Regions from separate parts of the Mus musculus genome. Here regions 2, 3 and 4 are each linked to region 1. A link is a contact called in public Hi-C and HiChIP or PLAC-seq data. All regions are on one chromosome and are shown on one strand. Each heading gives the region's core, a stretch centred on a gene start, on an enhancer-like site or on the middle of the called end of the contact. The rest is flanking DNA. Distances are from core to core; before and after follow the strand shown. Region 1 holds the start of Wdfy3 (WD repeat and FYVE domain containing 3). Region 2 overlaps Cds1 (CDP-diacylglycerol synthase 1). Region 3 overlaps Wdfy3 (WD repeat and FYVE domain containing 3). Region 4 overlaps Wdfy3 (WD repeat and FYVE domain containing 3).

What was found. A called contact is a pair of places that touch in the nucleus more often than the background predicts. HiChIP or PLAC-seq counts read pairs in DNA pulled down with a chosen protein or histone mark.
Region 2: a contact with region 1 is called in an H3K27ac HiChIP or PLAC-seq map of embryonic stem cells, with 5 times the contacts expected there. The contact joins the enhancer-like site here to the promoter of Wdfy3 in region 1. A contact is called at or near these places in 11 of 39 promoter capture datasets (the 3T3-L1 cell line, 3T3-L1-derived adipocytes, the C10 cell line and 5 more), 3 of 15 datasets of contacts at CTCF or cohesin (embryonic stem cells, large pre-B cells and pro-B cells), 17 of 484 Hi-C or Micro-C datasets (the 63-12 cell line, B cells, the Ba/F3 cell line and 8 more), 16 of 115 datasets of contacts at active chromatin or transcription factors (bone marrow-derived macrophages, cardiomyocytes, differentiating embryonic stem cells and 6 more) and 2 of 9 other capture datasets (adipose tissue and liver).
Region 3: an H3K27ac HiChIP or PLAC-seq map of embryonic stem cells shows a contact between it and region 1, with 4 times the contacts expected there. The contact joins the enhancer-like site here to the promoter of Wdfy3 in region 1. A contact is called at or near these places in 11 of 39 promoter capture datasets (the 3T3-L1 cell line, the C10 cell line, the HPC-7 cell line and 5 more), 2 of 15 datasets of contacts at CTCF or cohesin (embryonic stem cells and pro-B cells), 12 of 484 Hi-C or Micro-C datasets (the N1E-115 cell line, bone marrow-derived macrophages and embryonic stem cells), 23 of 115 datasets of contacts at active chromatin or transcription factors (the NIH/3T3 cell line, bone marrow-derived macrophages, cardiomyocytes and 12 more) and 3 of 9 other capture datasets (adipose tissue, liver and pancreatic islet).
Region 4: a Hi-C map of cortical glia shows a contact between it and region 1, with 2.6 times the contacts expected there. The contact joins the enhancer-like site here to the promoter of Wdfy3 in region 1. A contact is called at or near these places in 16 of 39 promoter capture datasets (the 3T3-L1 cell line, 3T3-L1-derived adipocytes, the C10 cell line and 10 more), 17 of 484 Hi-C or Micro-C datasets (the AML12 cell line, B cells, the HPC-5 cell line and 14 more), 20 of 115 datasets of contacts at active chromatin or transcription factors (the NIH/3T3 cell line, bone marrow-derived macrophages, cardiomyocytes and 14 more) and 3 of 9 other capture datasets (adipose tissue, liver and pancreatic islet).

Annotation. Positions count from the first base shown.
Region 1 is chr5:102,066,895-102,071,861 of GRCm38.p6, forward strand. It overlaps Wdfy3 (WD repeat and FYVE domain containing 3), which reads right to left and starts at 3,027. Exons shown (of 67, transcript NM_172882.3): 1 at 2,702-3,027.
Region 2 is chr5:101,819,760-101,824,726 of GRCm38.p6, forward strand. It overlaps Cds1 (CDP-diacylglycerol synthase 1), which reads left to right. Exons shown (of 13, transcript NM_173370.3): 13 at 1,675-4,093. The coding sequence ends at 1,804. Among named protein-coding and RNA genes, the nearest start is that of Gm20548, 3.9 kb to the right of the region's middle. Within about 2 kb of position 2,417, at least 11 of the 459 cell types and tissues checked have an H3K27ac peak or open chromatin away from gene starts, as enhancers often do. A contact at or near this core is called in embryonic stem cells, where this site is marked.
Region 3 is chr5:101,845,713-101,850,679 of GRCm38.p6, forward strand. Wdfy3 (WD repeat and FYVE domain containing 3) reads right to left here. Exons shown (of 67, transcript NM_172882.3): 61 at 3,557-3,736; 62 at 2,611-2,793; 63 at 1,391-1,487. Among named protein-coding and RNA genes, the nearest start is that of Gm20548, 22 kb to the left of the region's middle. Within about 2 kb of position 2,234, at least 46 of the 459 cell types and tissues checked have an H3K27ac peak or open chromatin away from gene starts, as enhancers often do. A contact at or near this core is called in the N1E-115 cell line, embryonic stem cells and extraembryonic endoderm stem cells, where this site is marked.
Region 4 is chr5:101,917,665-101,922,631 of GRCm38.p6, forward strand. It overlaps Wdfy3 (WD repeat and FYVE domain containing 3), which reads right to left. Exons shown (of 67, transcript NM_172882.3): 21 at 4,750-4,967; 22 at 1,732-1,913. Among named protein-coding and RNA genes, the nearest start is that of Gm42135, 28 kb to the right of the region's middle. Within about 2 kb of position 2,072, at least 16 of the 459 cell types and tissues checked have an H3K27ac peak or open chromatin away from gene starts, as enhancers often do. A contact at or near this core is called in cerebral cortex, cortical glia, muscle stem cells and 1 more, where this site is marked.

The DNA.
Region 1 (4,967 bases), core at 1,777-4,276:
TAGCGGTAAAAGGAAACTCAGTGCTTGCTGGAGCTGGTTGGTACCAGCTATACAGAGCCCTTGGGTGAGTTCTCAGAACTTTCTCATGTTGTTTAATGAAGCTTAATATAGGCCATGGTGACTGTTACCCTAGAACAACTGCCACAGTTGTTACCATTTACCAGCCCGTGGCTATACCACTGCTCTATGGCACAGGCATTACACTAAACGCACGAAGGCACAAAAGGCAACATTCTGCACCACGAGGCATCTGGACGGTGTTCCACAGAGGACATTAATGGTTGCCAAGGATCTGAGGACTAAGCAAAGGGCCATGAAGGGCCTTCCTAGGGAAGTATGAATGGCCTCTGCTTGTCTGTAAGACAGACCACCCAACTGCACATTCAGATAAAGCGTCACTACATGGAGATGATTCCTGAGTAAACCCAACCTGAAAAAAACCAAATCGGCCATTAATTTGTGAATGGTGCTGTGGGCGAGAAAAGTATCCGCTGTGCAGAAGGGGCTGGGACTCAGAGCAGACGCCAGACAAGCAGATTCTACACAACAGTCATGATGGAAACGCAAGGGTCTGTGCCATTGGAATCACAGAAAACAATAACACTAGAGGGTGGGTGGTTGGGGAGGGGGATGCAGCGAGAAGAGCTTTGGGGTGTGGCTGCAGAGCTGTGTGCATACCTGGGTCACCCCAGCAAGCCCGTCACTGAGCCCTCTGCACTGAAAGCCCATGACTCCAAAATGCCATGCCATTCCGGTCTTCACATCTAATTGGTATCCTAAAACATTGATCATCACTGGCTCTAAACTTAGGCAATCTGGGTCCTAGACTTTCCCTAAAGTTGCCTAATTCCCCATCTGTACAATGGGATCAGCATCTTCCCCGTGTCTGAATGAGAATACACGGATGAATACTTTACATGCATGCTATCCTGGGATCCTCTCCATCTTTCCGTGGTACTCTGATACACTCTCCATCACAAGCATTAGACAGAGACAGGTGGAAAGTACACAAACTAATTTTTTTTCCTCAGACTTGCCTGCATCTACAAGACTTAGACGTTCACGCTCTTCTCAGCCTCCCAGTACCTGGCCAACAGGTATGAGTCACCATACCCAGGTAGGATATTTACTCTTTTTAAACTACGATACCCAGTTGTTTACCATCTTTTGTGGTTCCAGATCAAATGGGGGTGGGGGAGCCCCGATGTAGGCTACATTCTGAGGATAATTTCTAGAAATTCTAAGACCCCACTGAATGCAGCACCTTGGTGATATTTAGGACACCAGAGGTAAACAGTGAAGACTTGTGGAGTTCAGCATCCTCAGAGTACAGAATCTGATCCTGGAATATTACACTACGGTTTAACTTTCTTTCATGTCTTTCCAAGTTACTTCAAAGCCTCATGTTCCTTAACTCATAGCACATTTGTAGAGAAATTTTTGTGAGAAGCATATTTTTACATGAATAGATTTCAACTAAGGAAAAGAGAAACTATTTAAAAACCTGTATTTCTAGTTGCTTGAGGCAGAACTGCTCAAAGTTTTAGTTCTCAAACCTAATGAAATACAGATTTTTTTTAAACATTAAATGCATATCAAGCTAATTCTTACACAGCAGGGTCCCATGATGACAGTTTTATTTAAAGAGGGATTTACTTTGACTAGATCTATACACTAACAGACTATAGTCTTTCTCCTAGACTCTACACTAATACCACATCCCATTTTCCTGTAAATAAGTACATTTTTCATTGTTTTGTTATTTTTACTTGCTTTACATCCTGACAGTGAAAACTGATCTAAACCTGCTTGATAGAGGCCAGCCTGGAATCTGCTGTCTCGACGCAAGGGTTTTGTTTTTCTTTTTTTGTTGGGTTTTCAGACACCATAATAACCACTTGGTACTGACCAACCCATAGCTATTAGTGAACAAAAATAGTTTTTCGTATGCATAAGCACCATTTTTCCCACAGAAAAAACACTTAGCCATTGGTGAGGTACTGAAAATCCATGCATTCGGTAAACATCTGCTTGATCTGATTCTATCCTATTATTTCTACAAAGGAAGAACTCATCATCTGTCTCTCCGATTCAAGAGTCAAAAAATCAATGGAACGCAGCACCTCCGATGCGACCATGGTCCAGAGGGCTCTGGTCGGAAAGGTCACCGCTGCCTTTTCAACCCCGCCATAACCGCGAATGTCGGTGATGCCACCACATCCCCGATGCAGGACAGAAGCATCCCAGGTCCCTTCCACAGGGAAGGGTTTGCAGCTCAGAGCGTAGAGGGATGAGCCAGGAGAGGCCCGCGGCCCTGGAGACGGCGCCCGAGGGATGGAGGCCGCGCTCCGCTGCGCCCGGGCGCGCGCGGGTGGGGGCTGGGGGGTCCGGGAATGGGCACCGGGAGGGTCCTCCCGAGGGGACCGGCATGACCCCCACCTACCCCGGGCGCCGCCGGGTTACGCCCCCGCCCTCCCGGACCTGCGGTCGCCTTGCCCCCGCCTCCCCATCCCCGAGGCCCCCGCACGCCCCTCCGCCGGCCGCCTGGGACCAGCCGCCGACGGCGCCCTCTCCAGGCCCGGAGGAGGACGCGGGTGGGGGAGCGGCTGGGCCGCGGCCTGTCCCCGCGCGGACAGCGCCTCCGCCCCGCAGGAACAAAGCGCGCCGCGGGCGAGCCGGCGAGCGGGCAGGCAGCACTCACCGCGGACGCGCGGGCCCAGGCGTGGGGCCCGGGAGTCCCCCCAGGCCGGGCCGGGGCCGAGCGCCCGCTGCAGTCCGCGAGCTGCGGGGCCGGGGCGGCAGCCGTGCTAGGCAGCCAGGGCAGCGACGCCGCCGCCGCTCCCTTCTCCCGCCTGGGTCCCTGCTCCGCCGCGTCTTCTCCCTCGCCGGGTCCCCGCCGCCGCCTCAGCCTCGGCACTGCACGGGCTGCTCCTCTCCATCAAGGCCGGGCCGGGCCGCGGGGAACATCCCGGAAAGTGAGGGCTGGTGGCCGTCTCCCGCAGCTGCTGGTGGCCATCTTTAATCCTCCTCCTCCTCCCGCTCTCCCCACCTCCCGCGCCCGCTGACGGACGGCTCGGGATCCTCCTCCCGCTCCTCCCGCTCCTCCTACCAGGCCGGCCGCAGAAACTGCAGCCGCGCGGCCGGCCCCTCCCGCCTTTCCTTCCTCTTTCCTACTTCCTTCCCTCGCCGCGGCTCCTGCTTGCCGGCACCCTGGACAGGCGCGCAGCCCAGTCCGCGCCCCGCGCCCCGCGCCCCCTGCCCTCGCCTCCGGGCTCCCGGGTCCTCTGGCGCAGCGCTCACCCCCTCCTCCGGCTTCTCGGGGGACCCTGCTGAGAAAGCACCGCTGCGCGCCCCTGAGCCCTACTCCCATTGCTGGATGCTGTCACCAGCGATGAAAACACGCGAGCCTGCGTTCATTTTACTCCAGCTGGAGTACAAAAGAACTGCCCACGCTAGCTCTTTCACTACGCGGCCTCGAACCCCCACCTCCTCCGGTGCGGATCAGGACCCAGGAGTTTCCAGTCTCCAGGGTTGTCCTGGGTCAGTGACCTTGAGACCTTCTGCTGAGATTTTAGGTTTGCCCTTTCTGGAAAGGTCATTCTTTGTACCTCCATAGACCTGACCAACACAATGTTTGCACTAAATGAGTATGGATTGGTAAACTTGAAACAGCCAAGCGGACATCAGCTTGTCTCTGTTCCTAGTCCGCCCAGCGTACCGTTTGGGTCATACTTCTGTTCTGACGGTGGGGACAAAACTGAGTCAGCATGAATGCTTGAACTCCTTGAGTTGAACAGCTCAGAGTGGGGAAGTAGTGGTACAGAAACTGGAAACACGAGCTTGTTTTCCCAACACTGCAATCTACAGCAGTTTTAGGATTTCCTCTAAAAAAGAAAAAAAAAAAAAAAAAGCCGAAGTAATTTGGACTTGCTGTTTCCTTTTTTTAAGCCAGTTTGTGTTTGGAATTGGATCCAGTTGTACCGATTTACTCCACTGTTTGCTACAAGATTCAGCAGCTGTTCCGTGTGGGGGCCCCTGTTCCTGCTGTTCCCAGGCACCCGCTGGCAGGACAAAGCACCTTTCCCCAGGTGTGGAGAGCCATGCCTGTAAGGCCTGTGCTGGGTGGGGCTGCTGTTGGATGAGGTTGGGGGGTCCCTCAGGAGGATAGAAGAATTGTCCAGAGTTGGAGGCCAGGGAGACAGTCAGGGAAGGGAAGAGACCAGGGGCAGGCTACAGAATAAAAATGTAAATGTTACTCAATTCTGAAAGAGTAGGTCAGAACAACCCCTTTTAAAAAAACCTACTTTTATAACCAGATCATCTAAGGGGGAACAGAAATCCGATGCTTTGCCTCTAAGGCTCACAAAGTAACCTGTAAAGATACTGGCCATTCAACTGTTTTAACTCAGTCTGTGCCATCTATAGAATTCCTTTAAAGCCAAATAGGCTGTGCTATAGCGCTCTATAATACAGTTTTAAATAAATCATTACTGCCAGGTCGCTGGGTGGGGGAGGGGTGTGCCTGCTTCCTTTTCCTTCTTACTGCTCCTTCCTCCTTGGCCCTTTGATGTGTATTCTTTAGGTACCGTTCCTCCAATCTGCCCTTACACAAATGTACCACAAAATTCTCTTCAGCCTGGGAGTGTGGCAGGAAGAAGAGCTACTGGATGCATGGCTACATTAGGGTAAGAAAATCAGTTGAGTCAACACTAAGACCAGGGTGCCTTTCAGAAGGAAGATCTTCAACTAAATATGAATGAGGTTTCGAATTTTTTTTGTAATTATAATTGGGAGAAGAAAATTTATGAAATGTATGTCATCAGCACATTGATTATAAATGTCTTTCTGTTGGAAAAAAAACCATTGCAATAAAGTTCAAGGGTATATCAGTATGCAAATGTGGCAATTTTCCTGCTGGTGTCTTATAGAGAATATTTCACAAAGGTTTTCTCCTAGTGCACACATAT
Region 2 (4,967 bases), core at 1,167-3,666, 250 kb before region 1:
ACCAAGCCAAGATAAAACATGAGCTTTGTTTTTCAAAAGTCAGCAAGTTTCTGCGGCATGCATTTGCACTTCTGTTTAAGAAGTCTCTCTTGTGCAGTCGGCGGTCAGCAGTGGGGTCATCTGAGCCATGCCCCTGCCCTGAAAGCAGATCCTTGACCTATTTGGATCCAGCTAGTGGGAAGTGCTTGCTGATGTCACTTTTCATGTCGCATAACTTCTTGGGATGGCTCCCCTCTCTGCAGGCAGGCAGGCTGCTCCAGCTGTGCCGGGGAAAGCAGCAAGAGGAGCTGGGCTGTAATTTGAGTAGCCTCTGGCTGTGAGGGGCACCTGCCACAGGTCCCTGCCTGCTTGCTTGGAGACATGAAGGTGACCCATGGGACGGCTGCCCTGTGCTACTGTGTAAGCCAAAGGGTTTCAGAGTAAATTGTGCCTGTGTTCATCCCACTGCTTCAGTGCTGGGAGGGGCAGGGCGGTTCTTCGGATTCTGTTTTACAAGTCTGTGTTAGAAGTCACTTACTTACCTGTTCTTAGTGTACGCTACCCTCCATGGCTCACACATGGGATTTTCCAGTTAGAGCTCACCATTGTTCACACACACACACACACACACACACACACAGAGAGAGAGAGAGAGAGAGAGAGAGAGAGAGAGAGAGAGAGAGAGAGAGATGTGCGCTCCTCCAAAAGTGCACTGGGGAAGGTTTAATGATTATAATTATACATAAAGATGGTAAGTTTTGGTGTGTGTGTGTGTATTTGAGACCCTGTATCCCAGACTGACCTGGAACTCACTGAGAAGTCCAAGTCATAGCAATTCTTCTGCCTCAGCATATCTAATGCTGCACTTACAGTTGTGAGCTACCATGTCTGTGTGATTTCATAAAGCAGTGTTTTAGAATTGTACATCTACGAATGTGTTGGGCTCTTCAGCCAGCCTGTGGGACATTGGGTTCCCAAGACCATGACAGAATTACTAGCAGCCAGGGGGTGGGGGTGCAGTCCTTCTGGGCATTCTCCAGCTCTTTGCAGCCCAGATGAGTTGCATACTGCAGGGCTGCAGCAGGAGTCTTGGGAGAGAGGGGTGATGGGCGGGGACATAGCTGTTCCCTGGCTCCTTTTCCTTGAGTGGACTGCTGTAGCAGATGAGCTGGGAGGTCAGGGCTTGGCCTGCTTCTTGGTCTCCCAAGGACTTTGAAGAACACCCTGGCACCTGTGGTCATCCCAGGTAGGACTTTGGTGGAGGACTTTTGCGCTTTGTCTCTCAGGTGACCGATCATGGTTCCCTAAGGGTATTTCTTCAGCAAAGTACCTTACATGGTCTGCAAGTCTCTCTGAAGCTACAAGTTTAAGTTTTTTCACATGTCTCCTATGGTTGGCCCTGTGTCCGCTGCTCTGAAGGTTTGTTGTCTATTGAGAGAATGTCTGTGGACCTCAGCTCTGCTTCCTCCGTGCAGCTCAAGGTGCAGTGAGTGGCTCTGGCCCTTTGCTCCCCTCTCTTGAGCACTGGACACGCCCAGCTGGAGCTTGTGAAGAGCTGTCTCACTTCTGTAAAGGTGGCTGCTCAGCGCTTAAAGCTGGGTTTTTGGGAGGGAGTGTGTGCTCACTGTGCAAACGGTGTGTGTGAACGGTGTGTGTGAACAGTGTGTGAACGGGTCTTCTCTGCTTCATCACCAGGGGTCCGAATCCCAGCAAAGTGCTCCAGCAGCTGTTAGTGCTTCAACCAGAACAGCAGTTAAATATCTACAGAACCCTGAAGATTCATCTCACCGAGAAAGGGATCCTGCAGCCCACCTTGAAGGTGTAGCTGCCCTTGAGGACGACGGGCTGCTGAGGAGGAGCTCACAGACCAGCTCTGACTGGAGCCGTGCACTGAGCCAGCCTGGGGCTAAAACTCAGTAGATGCAGGCTTTGCAGATACAAAGGTTTCTTTTTCTGAATTTACAATTACTGTGAATATTTAACAAACACGTGGTCTAAGGTGAGTGCAGCAGTCGCCCACCCGTGAAAGATCCTGTACTTTTCTAAAATGTATTTTCCAATGTTAAGTTCTCTGCCCTCACTGGCCAGGTTCCATGATTTAGGTAGACTTGCGTTTTAAAGAGTCAAACACTATCAACTGAGGCCCTCGTAGGGTGTTGACCTTTGCCCTGGTGCTGCCCTGGCGTAGCCATAGCTGAATGCACTGGAGGCACCTTGGGAATCGAGGTCTCGGGGTTTCCTCCTCTAATGATCTCAAGCATTTCTGAAGGGCTGAGTTAGATTAAAAAGAAAGAAAAAGAGCGATTGTCCACTTTTCTCTCTCTTCTTTTTGTTTGTTTGTTCATGGTACTGGGCTAGAACCCAGGGTCCGGTCCACACCAGGCAGGTGCCCCACTCTTGGGCTCCGCCTTGGCTGGGCCGCCTACTTTCAGAGTAGCAGTCATCTGCCAAGTGTTAACGCCCTGGTGTTAAGGAGTTTCAAAATCAGAAGCTAGAGGCTGGTGCTTAGACCACTGTTGATTTGTTGAAAAAGAAGTTATCAGAATCCATTTCTGATGCAAAAGAGACTCAGAGTGGGTCCTGCATGGCGAGCCCAGCACGAGGCTCCTCCACCAGAAATACCTCACCAGGGATGGTAGGGATGAGTGGTGTGTGGTGGTGGCTGGGGAGCCACCTGGAAAGGAGAGTTTTCCCTAAAGACCCAGCTCCAGGCCAGCCCCCTGCTGGTAATTAACCTCTGTCACCTTGCACTTCCTGAACCCAAGAATAAAAGTACAGCAGAAACAGCAGCCATGAAGCAGGAAAGCCTACAAATGCCACACCTTGCCCCTGTGCAGGTGGGGCCGGACCCTGTGAGTGGACTAGGGGATCTCCTGTTGCTGTGTGTGCTCTGCAGCCATACTTAACCAAATGTCGCGGTCACCCGCAGAGACGACCTGGAGGGGGAGAAATGGAGATGCTGCAGAGGATAGTTTGGTAATGAAAAGAGTAAATATTTTGTTTAAGTTAGAAATCACCCATATTTCCTTCCCACTGTGGATGCGCTAGGGTTCTGAGGAGGAGCCCACAGGCATCAGTAGCAGTCCTGAGAACACCATTGTTGGCCCCCAGGTGACTGGTGACCCTGCGCTGGATTCAGCCCACGCCCTCTGCATACAAGCCAGGGGAGCGCTGTCACCTTAGGAGATCCCCTCTCAGTGGCTGATGTCAGTGTCCCCTGCTTTTGTGTGTCCCCCCGCCCCGCCCCAGATGTTGACCATAAATGAGTTGCAGGCACAAAAGAAATGGAGGGAAGCCTTGTGGTAGGAGCATGTCCAGGAACAGGCTGTCTGCAGAGGTAAAGGATGGTTGAGGACATGGTGGCTTCTCCTTACCCACCATGCTCTCATGGCTTGCGAGGCAGAATTATGGAAGCATTACTTAATACACGTATTAAAAATCAATATTCTAAACACAAAGGATGAAACTAGGACTATCTGGGGTTACAATAAAAGCTCTTCTCAATTAGATCTTTTAGAGCTGGGTGTACATTATGCCATATAAAAACAAGCGAGTTCTTTAACAACAACACTCTAGTAATGAACATTTTAGCCTACTTTTTATAGCGTGTACATTAAAGTGGACTATAGCAAACAACCACCGTGAGAGCGACTGTGACCAGCGTTCCATTTGCACTGGAACAGGCGTCATCCAGTGGAGTGAAGTGGTGGATGAGTGGCAACCAGGAAGGCCCTCCACAGCAGAGATCCATCGATGGAAAATCGACCTTTGAACTGCTGTCTGACCTGGTAGCTTTTGGGATGGTGATGTCTGAGAACCAGGGCGCTCTCCCTAGTCTTCCTTGTGGATTCACACAGACAGTTGCTGTCCGAGATTAAAGGCTGCCCCCACTTTTGTCCCTTTGCACTTTGAACAGAGGTCATGGCGACACCTGGTCTGATGAGAAGAAAGGTCGAGACAGTGTGGATATACTGTACGGGGTGAGAGTTTATTATATGTGTCTATCAGCCCTCAGCGCTGTGGATATATATACTGTAGAGCTTATGATATGTGTCAATCAGTCCTCTGAATCTTTTTACTGAAACTGGGATAGAAAAATAAAGATCCAATGGTATTTTGACTTTGCGCTGCTGTTTTCTAATCGGAGAAAAAGCATTCTGTAAGCACTGGGCTTCTAGACAGCTCCTCGCCCCACAGTGTCACCTTACCTCCTCCTAAGGTGAGCTTCACTGTCCCTTGCTGCTCACACACGAGGGAACTCTGATTGGTGTCCAATGTGGAGTAGCTGGTCAGTCCGCAGGCTGATGCTGCTGAGCTGAAAACCAGCGGCTGCTTCGGCTGTGGTGCTCTGGTGGCATTACGTGCACAGTGGGTCCTTCTGGACACAACAACACTGCAATTCACAGTTCTCTGCCCCACTCAGACAGACACGAGGAGACACCTCACAGCGGGGGTGGACAGAGTGGAGACATGCAAACCCCAGGTTCATGGGAGACGGGGCACCACCTGAACACCTTTGAGAATCCCCTTCAGTTCAGGGTCTATGTATTTGGAAGCCCATGAAACTGCTGCAAAGAAAACAGGGTCCAGACAATTCAAACCAATAGCCATTCTGACAGCCTGGTGTCTTCATGTATAGATATGGTGAGCTTTGTGGAATCCGCACAGCGTGGGTCATTTAGTCAAGCACATCTTTTGATAATAAGTGTTCTCCAAAAAGGAGCAGGGAGAACCCTTGCAGTTTCCTAACATGTACAAAGGGCACAGAGAAAATCCCTGAGATGCTCAAGCTATCCCCATCAGCAGGGGAAAGGAAAGCCACTCTGGAAGAACAGAACTCCAAATCGCTCTCCTTCCAAGCCCACAGAGTCTGCTGGGGCCTTTCTGTGAACTCCAGCCTCCTTCCTGCTGGGTCCAACTGGAGCTTAGTGGGTTTGGATGGTTTTCTGTTCACGATCATGTGACTTTTAACCTTCAGTTGGGATCTA
Region 3 (4,967 bases), core at 984-3,483, 220 kb before region 1:
TTACACTGGCAGAGGGGAGAACAAACATGAACCTTGTCCATGCACATTCCAGAGTGTGTGTGTGTGTGTGTGTGTGTGTGTGTGTGTGTGTGTGTGTGTGTGTGTGTATGAACATGCACATGCATGTGTGTGGTGCTGGGGAACAAACATGAGCCTCGTTCATGCACTGAGTAGCCACGTGACTTCTAAGACAGTGACTTGTGTAAGTTTTGATGCTGAATCTTCCCACTGTCATTTCACGCTCCCCACAGTTCCCTACCACCTTCAAACATCTCTCAAAGGAGGGATCCCCAGGGAAAAGTGTGAGCAAGTGGAACCGAAAGCTGCCAAGGGACAGCTTTGATCTGCAATGAGGCAGGCTGCCCTTCAGTCTCATCTCCAGTACACAGTCCTTCTCCGTGGACTTTGCCCTTTTGCAAAATGGCCACAGTATGCATGCACGCGGAAGATGGCACTCGCTGTCTCAACGCTCTGAGTCCTGCCCTCCTCCCACCCCACTAATCTCATCTGCTTTAGTCATTCACTATATAGAAAGGTGACTCATTTCAGGGGACTCCATCATCCAATGCCTTGGATAAAGCAGGTGACCAACAGTTACGCTCTTCCTACCAACACTTCAGACAACCTCTTCTGAAGCTACAATTGCGCCTGTGGGGATTTACATCAAACACAGTGCAAGCATTAAAACGTGCTGCCTATGGATTTCTCTTTCTGGCACAGAAAGCAGGCACTCGGAGTTTACCGAGAGGAGCTGTGCCCTTCTGAGAATGCGCCTTTCTATGCAGGAGCTCCTTATGTTATTCAGCAAGCTGAAAACTGATTCTTTCCGGCAAGTCACTAGTGCCAGGCCAGGGAGGGTCACCAACACAGGGCAGGACGCTGCTGCCTCTATGGTGCTGTCCCCAGTCATTCTGTAGGGAAGACACCTGGCTCTGCTTTAACTGGAAATTTAAAGTGCTTCAGAAATAGCAGATAACGGTCTTCAGTTGGAATTAATGGCCCACGTGAGCAGGATCGGGTGGGGTGAGTACTGATGTTTGGCCTGTAAGCAATTTAAGAGCCTGGCAGTCTCCTGTCTCCATCCCACAATGCATCTCATGAGCTGGGAACAGCAGCTCTAGAATTGAGGTGAGGGGCTGCCTGACTCACCCAACCCTGCACCCCACAGAACTGAGTCGCAGGCCCTTGAACCGTGGGGAAAGCACTCCTGTATTCAGCTTGCACAGCTCAGAGGGTGGGCTTTGGTGACCTGGAGTGAAGCTGGCACACATGCCCACAGGGTGGCGGCGACAGTGCTATGTGTGCAGCCTTGCCTGTTTCAGCTGCTCGGTCGGAGCTTTTCCATGTTGATCTAATAAATACATGAAATGACTCCGTGCTTGTCAAGTACCTATCTGTGCTTCTGGGCAGCCCTCCTGCATCTCCAGGTCTTCCACAGGCTCAGGAGCTGGTGTTTCAGGAACCTGCAGGAATTCCATTCTCCAGAACTGCGGGGAAATAATGTGGACATGACAGGATACAGCAAACACATTAGCTCAGGAAGGTGTGCTCTGAGGGTTAGGTGGGTGAGTCCACTGACCACCGCTTAAATTGGGATTTCCGAATCCGTGAGGCCAGCTGCCTCACATGGTAGCTGTCCCTCCCAGAGGGAAAGGACCCTGGCCAGGCAAGTTTAAAATCATGATCAGCGTGGTGGGCTGAGTGAGCATGTTTGAGTCCCAGCTGGTGGACTGCTTAGGAAGATCAAGAGGTGTGGCCTTGCTGGCAGAGGTGGGTCACTGGGGATGGGGGTAGGGATGGAGGTGGGGGAGGGGGCTCTGAGGTTTCACAAGCTTCCACAGCCCAGGCTCGCTCTGCCTCCTTCCTTCTTCCCTTTACCCTTTGCTTCCTGACTTCAACTTGAGGATAAGAGGTAAGCTCTCAGCGACTGCTCTTGTGCCCTGCCTGCCTGCCGCCAAGCTCCCCGCCATGACGACCACGAACTCACCCTCTGAAACTGTAAGACCCCCAACTAAATGCTATCTTCTATAGGTCGCCTCGATCATGGCGCCTCCACAGAAACAGAACGGTAACTGAACTAGATAACTGCACAGGGAAACCTCCATTTCCTTCAGAACCTCTCAAGGTCCTGCGTGATGAGTGCAAACTGTCTTAGACATTTAGCAGTGGGAACTGTTGCCTCAAGGACTACAGGCAGGGTGTGTCCCTGCAGGACTGCAGGCAGGGTGTGTCCCTGCAGGCCTGCAGGCTGAGCCACAGCATGTGACTCGGGCGTGGAGTCAGCTTCATTGTCTCTAAGCTTGGGCCTGTAATTAAGGAGGGTGATTAGTCACCCAGCTTTGACAAAGGGCACAGTTAAGGATAACAGGCCTAAGAGGGGGAAAATATATAGCTACAAAGAAAAAGAAATCTCCTGAGAGAAACCCAACCATGTGAGGGACTACAGAGGTAGTATGCGCATTGTCTCTTCTGAGATGCTCACCACACAAAACGTAGCCAAAATGGTATGTTGCATTATGTTTCAGGGGACCAGCCTGAGAGTGGTCTTCTGTGTGTACATATGAATATGCATGTGGGTAGTGTGTAGCTTTCTCTCTCAGGTGGACTTACCCGGACCACTCCATCTGAGTGTCCTGTCACGATGACATTCTGCGTGTCCCACTCGTTCATCTCGGACATGCAGCAGCAGACAATCTGCTGGCTCCGGCCCGTGAATGTGTTCACACTCACGATGGGATTCCCATTGATGCTCCACACGTGGATGTACGTGCCTGCGCAGGACACAATGTCCCCCTGACAAGAAGAAGGGGAGTCTGAGCTTCATAGCACAGGTCTAGCTGTCACAACCTGTCAGTCCTCTGACTACTGCTGCATGATGGGAGGTGACCTGGAATTCAGTGCGGATTTACAGGTCTCCATTAGAAGCTTCTTCAGGAAGTCAGAGCTGAGTCCCTGCTGGGCACCTCCCCTCTGAGAAGCTGTGTCACCCACGGGTGAGAGGGACCATTCTAATTAGGATTGTGACTTCTGGGTATGACCAGAACGTATTCCTGCTTCTCATTGGAGAATTGAGCCCTCAACTAACTTTGACATAAAGACTCAAACACCGAGACCAGAGGGGTAAGAGGATGATAAGCTGAGGTGTGCTATCATCTCTTCAGTGACTGAGAAGACAGACAGACGGGGCTACCCTAACAGCTACTGCAAACTCTATACTTTTGCTGTACATGGTAAGTGAGCACTTTGGCTGTATTGTCACTAAAAACTTCAACAGAACTCTTACACTCTTAATTAGCCCCACGATCTCATCACTAGAGAAGCGTACTCTACGATGTTTTATTTTCATCGACTCTCGCTCTCTTTAAAGTGCGCAGCCGTGAATGGATTTTCAGGGGAAAAAATGTTGCCTGGGTTAAAAAACTTAACACCCATTTGCTTTTCAAGCAACTTATTAACCGAGCAGAAGGCAGTGGCACCTACAGTGGATGTCTGTTGACTTAGGAAACACACAGTTTGCCATTGGTTTGGCAATACGCTTCCTCAACCCACTACTCACTGTTAGCTCATTAATGCAAAGAGCGGAGACGGGAGCTCGGTGGCCGCGGAGCTGGGTTAGGAATGACAGTTTGTTCAGGTCCCAGATGATGCAGGTTCGGTCCCGGGACCCGCTGACAATTATGTGGTAGGCCAGGGATGCTGTGGCACAGGTGACAGTATCAGTGTGGCCAAGGAGAGCCTGCAAAAGACAACAGCAAGAAACCAGGCCAGTTACAACAGCATGGCGTGATGGTCACCTAGCAGACTCCACACTTCTACTTGTATCAGCAGACAGACAGGCTTACAAATATAGAGTTGGATGCTCAGGACAAGGATGGGGTGATAGTCTAGCTGTTCCTTTCCACCTTCACATTATTCTTGGAGGGAAGGGAAATAGTGACCCAGATCTTTGAAGGAAGAGGGAATATCAGCCGCAACTGGCTTGGATTTCATTCCACTCTTCCAATGTGATCATGTACTGAATATGGGTCCCAAAGCAGAGACTATAAGCTGGGCTTCTAGTCTTTTGCCACAAACTCCTATTTAGATGGTATTGAGGATCTGCAATTTAAAAAGGTGTATGGACCAAGTGCAATTATTATATAACCCCGCCCCCCCCCCAAAAAAAGAAATTAGGATTGCATGGTTACTGTCTATGACCCTAAAGATATCAGGGAGCACGGTCTTGCCACGGTGTAGCCCTGCTGTGCCGAGCAGCTCTGCCATCTAGAGGAATGCTGAGCAAGCCCAGAAAGCTGTTTAAAGTCCTCAGGCCACAACATTCGCACATAAGCTTCAAAGTACTGCACAGAGGGAGTGTGATCCTGCTGAGACTGCCTTCACATGGCTAACCTCAGTGGGACCAAGGAGCTTTGGTCTCTGGATGACTGTTGGTCAACAGTCATGGATTTATTCTTTCCATATATGCCTAAGGCAGGTTTATTTGGCTTTAAAATGGCCTTGGAGTCAGAATTAAAGTTAAATTTTGGCTTTATCTCAAAGGTAATATCGGTATGCCTTTTAAGGTCTGTCCCTTCACCTATAATACAGCAACTGTCACTTGAGGCTCAGAGTTCTGTGTGATGCCCTAAACACATCAGGTACTGAACAGATAAGGCTCTTACACTGCTTTTCAAATTACATCCTAAAAACACAGATGTCCTCTCCTTATTTGAAAACACCTATGATGAATCCTCACAGATCAAGTGTTACAAAATGGCTGAATACAGAGAAGATGGTTCAGTGGGCAAAGGCTCTTAAGCACACGCTTGGTGTCCCGAGTTCAATTCTTAGAATCTACATAAAGTTAGAGGAGGGAACGGACTCCACAAAACAGTTTAAGTAAAAATAAACAAAAACCTTTGTATTAATTAAAAATCAATAACAGAATCTTACTGATTAAATGATCAAAATACTTGTCAGCAACACCT
Region 4 (4,967 bases), core at 822-3,321, 150 kb before region 1:
CTTAGCCCAGGAATGGCTACCTTATTGTACGTGTTCTCCTTATCTCAAGACCCAGGACTTCAGAGATATCAGAACCAAGCTGAGAAACACAAGGCAAGACCGTAGGGTCTGTAACTGGGCACTCAGTGTGGCAGTGTGGCTAGATCTGCCATCAAGTTCTCACCAAGTAAACTATATCTAAAAACGGTAACAGTTGTATACAGGGACGACGTCACTTGCTCACTGCAGTCTCCTTGTATTCATGACGCTTCTCTGCAAAGGAGGTGTTCACAGTTCTACGATAACCACCTGAGATGTGAGCCTGCTAACTTAAAGTATCTCGAGTTACAAAAGTCAAGTGCATGGTTTATATGCATGTATATTACCTCAATACAAGAGAGGCATGGTTAACTGACATTCTTAGAGTTGAAAACACTTATATTTACTGATGAGACAACTCAATTATCAACCAACCCATGTTAAATAAATATATATTTAGGCAGGCTGTGAGATGAGAAACTGAGTTACTGCTTGTGAAGGTGGCCTCTGTCACAGGGGAGGCCATTTCCATTGAGTTGTTTCTTCATCAACATCAGTCAACTTCAGATCACATCTATTATTTTATGTATATTAAAGAATGGTCCCAGGGTTGTTTCAAGCATAGTGGTGAAGATCTTCATGTAATACTACCCCTGATTACTCACAGTATGTGTGTGTGTGTATATGTGTGTGTGTGCATGTGTGTATTCAACTATCTATCTATCTATCTATCTATCTATCTATCTATCTATCTATCTACCTACCTACCTACCTACCTATCTATCTATCTATCTATCTATCTATATCTACCTATCATCTATCAATTATCTATCAATCTACCTACCTGCATACCTATCTATCATCTATTTATCTATCTACCTACATGTCTATCTATCTGCATATCTACCTATCATCTATCAATTGTCTATCAATTGTCAATCAATTAATTAATCTATTAATCTACCAACCTACATACCTATCTGTCTATATATCATCTGTCTGTCTGTCTGTCTGTCTGTCTGTCTGTCTATCTATCTATCACACACACACATATATTACAAAGAAATCAATGGACACTGCAATGGGATATTTTAGCACTTACCTTAGCATATAACATCACAATAAAACATCAGTACTTTTAGGAAAGGAAAATCATTCACAGCTGATTTTACACAAAAGACCCATTTGAAAAAATAGCACTATCAGTCTAAGATGGATACTGTCTTACAGAGGTTAAGGAATTTTAACCACGCCAAGTTCTGTAGATATTAAGTACAGCTTATAGCCTGGTCTACAGTGCTGAGGACCAGAAAAAGTACTTTACAGCATCTTCCAGCCCCTGGAACGCCTGTGAAATCTTTAGCACTCTGAAAATATAAAATTTAGAATACGTCGAAATGTGCAGATTGTTTTATGACAGATGCTGGCACTAAGACAGCTTTAGAGTTTGGAGTATTTTGGACATTAGGTTTGGGGACATTCACCTGTGACAATATCTTTATTCAGAAGAGACTGTTTAGTACTTCCCCTCTCCCAGCTGCTCCTGAAACTAGAGTGTGGAGTTCTCCATGAATGCTCATCCCCCATTCTGTCAGCAGAAGGCTGCAGATATAGATACAGTGGCTGCTGCTGCTCAAGAGTGAGAACCTAGCCTGGACTCTCCGCACCCAGGTGAAGACCGAGCGCTGGTGTTTCGGGGTACAGCATGCTTACCTTGACGGTGCTGACCAGTTGCCCGTCGAGGTAGAGGGCCGCGGTGCTGTTCTTCAGCATGCCTCTGCTCATGAGCAGAGCCAGGTGGTGCCACTGTCCCTCCACTACCAGCTCTCCACACCGGAAGCGGGCACAGCACGGGAGGATCTCATAGAAAGAGGACTCTTCACTGAAATCATCAACTAAATAAGACAGAGGGGAAGGACGTGAGCGTGCTTGCCCACACTGTCCCTGTGCTGGATCACAGATTTCTAGATCAGCAGATTCAGATAGTCCGTGACACAGAGGCAGCATCCTGCGCATCCCACAACCAGTTGCTGGTCTGTGATCATCCTGCCAGAACCACAGGACAGCAGCTGCAGGGAGCCCTGCTGCGTGGCACTGGGTACAAACTATCTGCTGTTCCAAGTTCTTGCTTCCTGTGAGAACCTTGTCCAATAGACACCCTCCTCTGCCAGCACTGCCTAACTCTACCCTCTGATTGCTGCTTAGCACCAGCCAGACTGTGCTAAGAAACAGTAGCTTTATTCACATGTAAACAGTAAGATAATACCTTCTCCTCTTAGTTCTTTATTGTTTATTTTTGAAGTTGTAATTTAATTACAACATTACTCTTTTCCCTTTCTTCCTCTAAACTCTCCCCCACTCTCAAAGGATCCCAGATCCTTCCCATCTCCATATTCAATAAACTATTTTGGTCAACTACAACAAAAAAGAAACAATGGGGCTATATGAATTTCATTTTCACATTTGTCTAATTGAAAATTAATGTTCTGCCATTGGTTTGTTGTTCTTAGTGGTGCTGGGAGTCAAATCCAGAGACAGACACGAGGCTGCACATATTTTTATTCTTCCCCTGGGCTAGAACACAGTCCTACCCTTTCTCAGTGTTTGTAGCTGAGCAGACGACAGTGAGAGACAGAATGGAGAAGCCCACACAGGAAGTGAACTTACCTGGCCTCAGGAAGTCATAGTTACAGACAGAGGGGTGTGAAGGATGTCATAGAGAGCACAGGGCCAGCATGTGCTTAGCATGTACAGAGCCCTGGTCTCAATCATTCCACACACACAAAAAGACGTGCACATCAGCACTGCCAAGAGGGCTTCTGGGTAAAGGCGCTCACTGCTAAGCTGGATCTGAGGGGCCCACATGCAAATCACATCACCAACCACTGTATCAACTTGTGTACATTTACAGTGGCACAAATTACACCCCTCCCCCCCTAAAAACATTCAGAGCAGAGAACCGAGGTTTGTGTCTTCCACTTCCTTACTAATAAAACGGTAAATATCCTCTAGTACTAAAGAGGCCATTACTTAAAAATGTCAAGAGAGGTAGGACATAGCTCGGCTTCTAGGGTGCTTGCCTACCATGCATGAGGGCCTGGCCTCGGTCACTAATGAGTGACGTTGGGGTGGGAGGTGCATGCCGGTCATTACAGCACAGGGAGTGGAGACAGGATCAGGATTCCCAGGCCAGCCTTGGGCTCACAATGAAATTTACATCTCAGAAATAAACCAACAGGAGCGGTGTGGGAGTTTCATTTTCGGGGATGAACCTGGTTGTCATACAACAGTAAGCCGGTGCAAAGTGCTGCAGTTAGGGTTAGCCGCGCGGGCGTCTAGCTAGCGTATTAGCTGAGGGTTGTCAGCAGTCAGGATAGGAAGTAGAGGGAGAGGTGGGTTTATAAATAAATGTCAGCTAAAGACCTGCTCAGAATACTCAAGTATTTAAATGCAGACTCCACTCTGCGTGTGGAAATACAAGCACCAAGCTTAGAACACAGACAGATTTTTTTAAAATGCTTTCTTGGTTCCTGAGGTAAGGTCAAGTGGCCCTCAATAAACAAAGAGTGATGGTTTTTACTTCCAAGGGAGAGTAGATGGATACCAAGTCCAAAGGACATTGATTTCAGAGGGAAGATGTAAGAAGAGATCAGAGGGTATATGAAAGGGCTGCCAAACAGTGAGGTGACCAAGGGGGCACCCCAAAGTGCCTGCCTCAAAGGGTCTCAATGCAAAGGCAGTGTTCCCCAATGGAGTGCGGGGGGAGGGGAGGAAGAGAGCTTTTCAATTATCTGTTTGCTATCAAACTGGTGGAAGGCTTCGCCTTTCAAAATGTGATCTCCAGCCCTCACGATGAGAACTTTGAGATGAATTATACTGATGATAACTCAGCGCTGTGAAAGGCACCATGAAGAACACCGAGAAACTGTATAATTAAATTTAAAAGCAAGCGCTTATATTCCATTAGTATTTACCATCAACCACGTGCCAATCAATGAAATATCTTCACTAAAAAGATAAAAGTTAGATGATAAAAATTCTTTTTATGTAGTTTTTATATTCAGGACAAAGGCAACTGAGTGAGCCCGGGGTTCGTGTTTACAAACTTTTAGTTAGATCTTCATGGGTGCCTTGAGTTTGAGGTTCTATAGCACTCCAGAGTCGGTGACTGTATGTTGGAGGGAATTATTTACACAAATGCACGGAATGCCTTGAAGGAGAATGATGGGCGAAGTGACTGTGATGTTGCTGCTGTGTGCGGCACAGAGCTGCACACATGGCACCCAGGTGTGCAACGAATGCTCCTCACTCTGCATATACACAGTCAACCATCACTTCAGCAAAATGGAGCAAGCTCGAGAGCTGCTTCCCAAGCAGGATCCTGAACACTGGTAAGCAAGATGCGTCCTCAGTCAGGCTCCGCCTCTGTGGTTTGCCAAGTCACTCTTGACAATGCTTTAATCAGGGAAGTAAGTATGTGTGCGTGCGTGTGTGCATGTGTGCATGCGTGTGTGATAGTTATTATTTGTTTAATTATATACATACACACATACATATATATGTGTGTGTATGTGTGTGTATATATATATATATATATATATATATATATATGAATCTTAAAATTTACTGGCAAATATGCAAGATTTCCTATAACCTGTTCTGTGCCACCCTAACTAAAGCTAGATGAGGATTATCACTTTGAACTTAGAAATAAGTGTTAATTACGCTGACCATAGTTTTGGAGTAGCTCCTCCTTTGTGGAAACGATTAAGGACCGGTCTTTTGCAGACAGAACTATGGCAAGGCACACGTAATGCTGCTCAGATGAATTCGCTCGCCGCACGACAGTGAGGAGTCTGACGGGGTGGTTGTTTGGCGGGGAGCTGAAGTGCTCGATGCAGAACCAGCAGGAATAGCTCAGGCCAGAAGGCGGGGGGAAGAACCTCTCA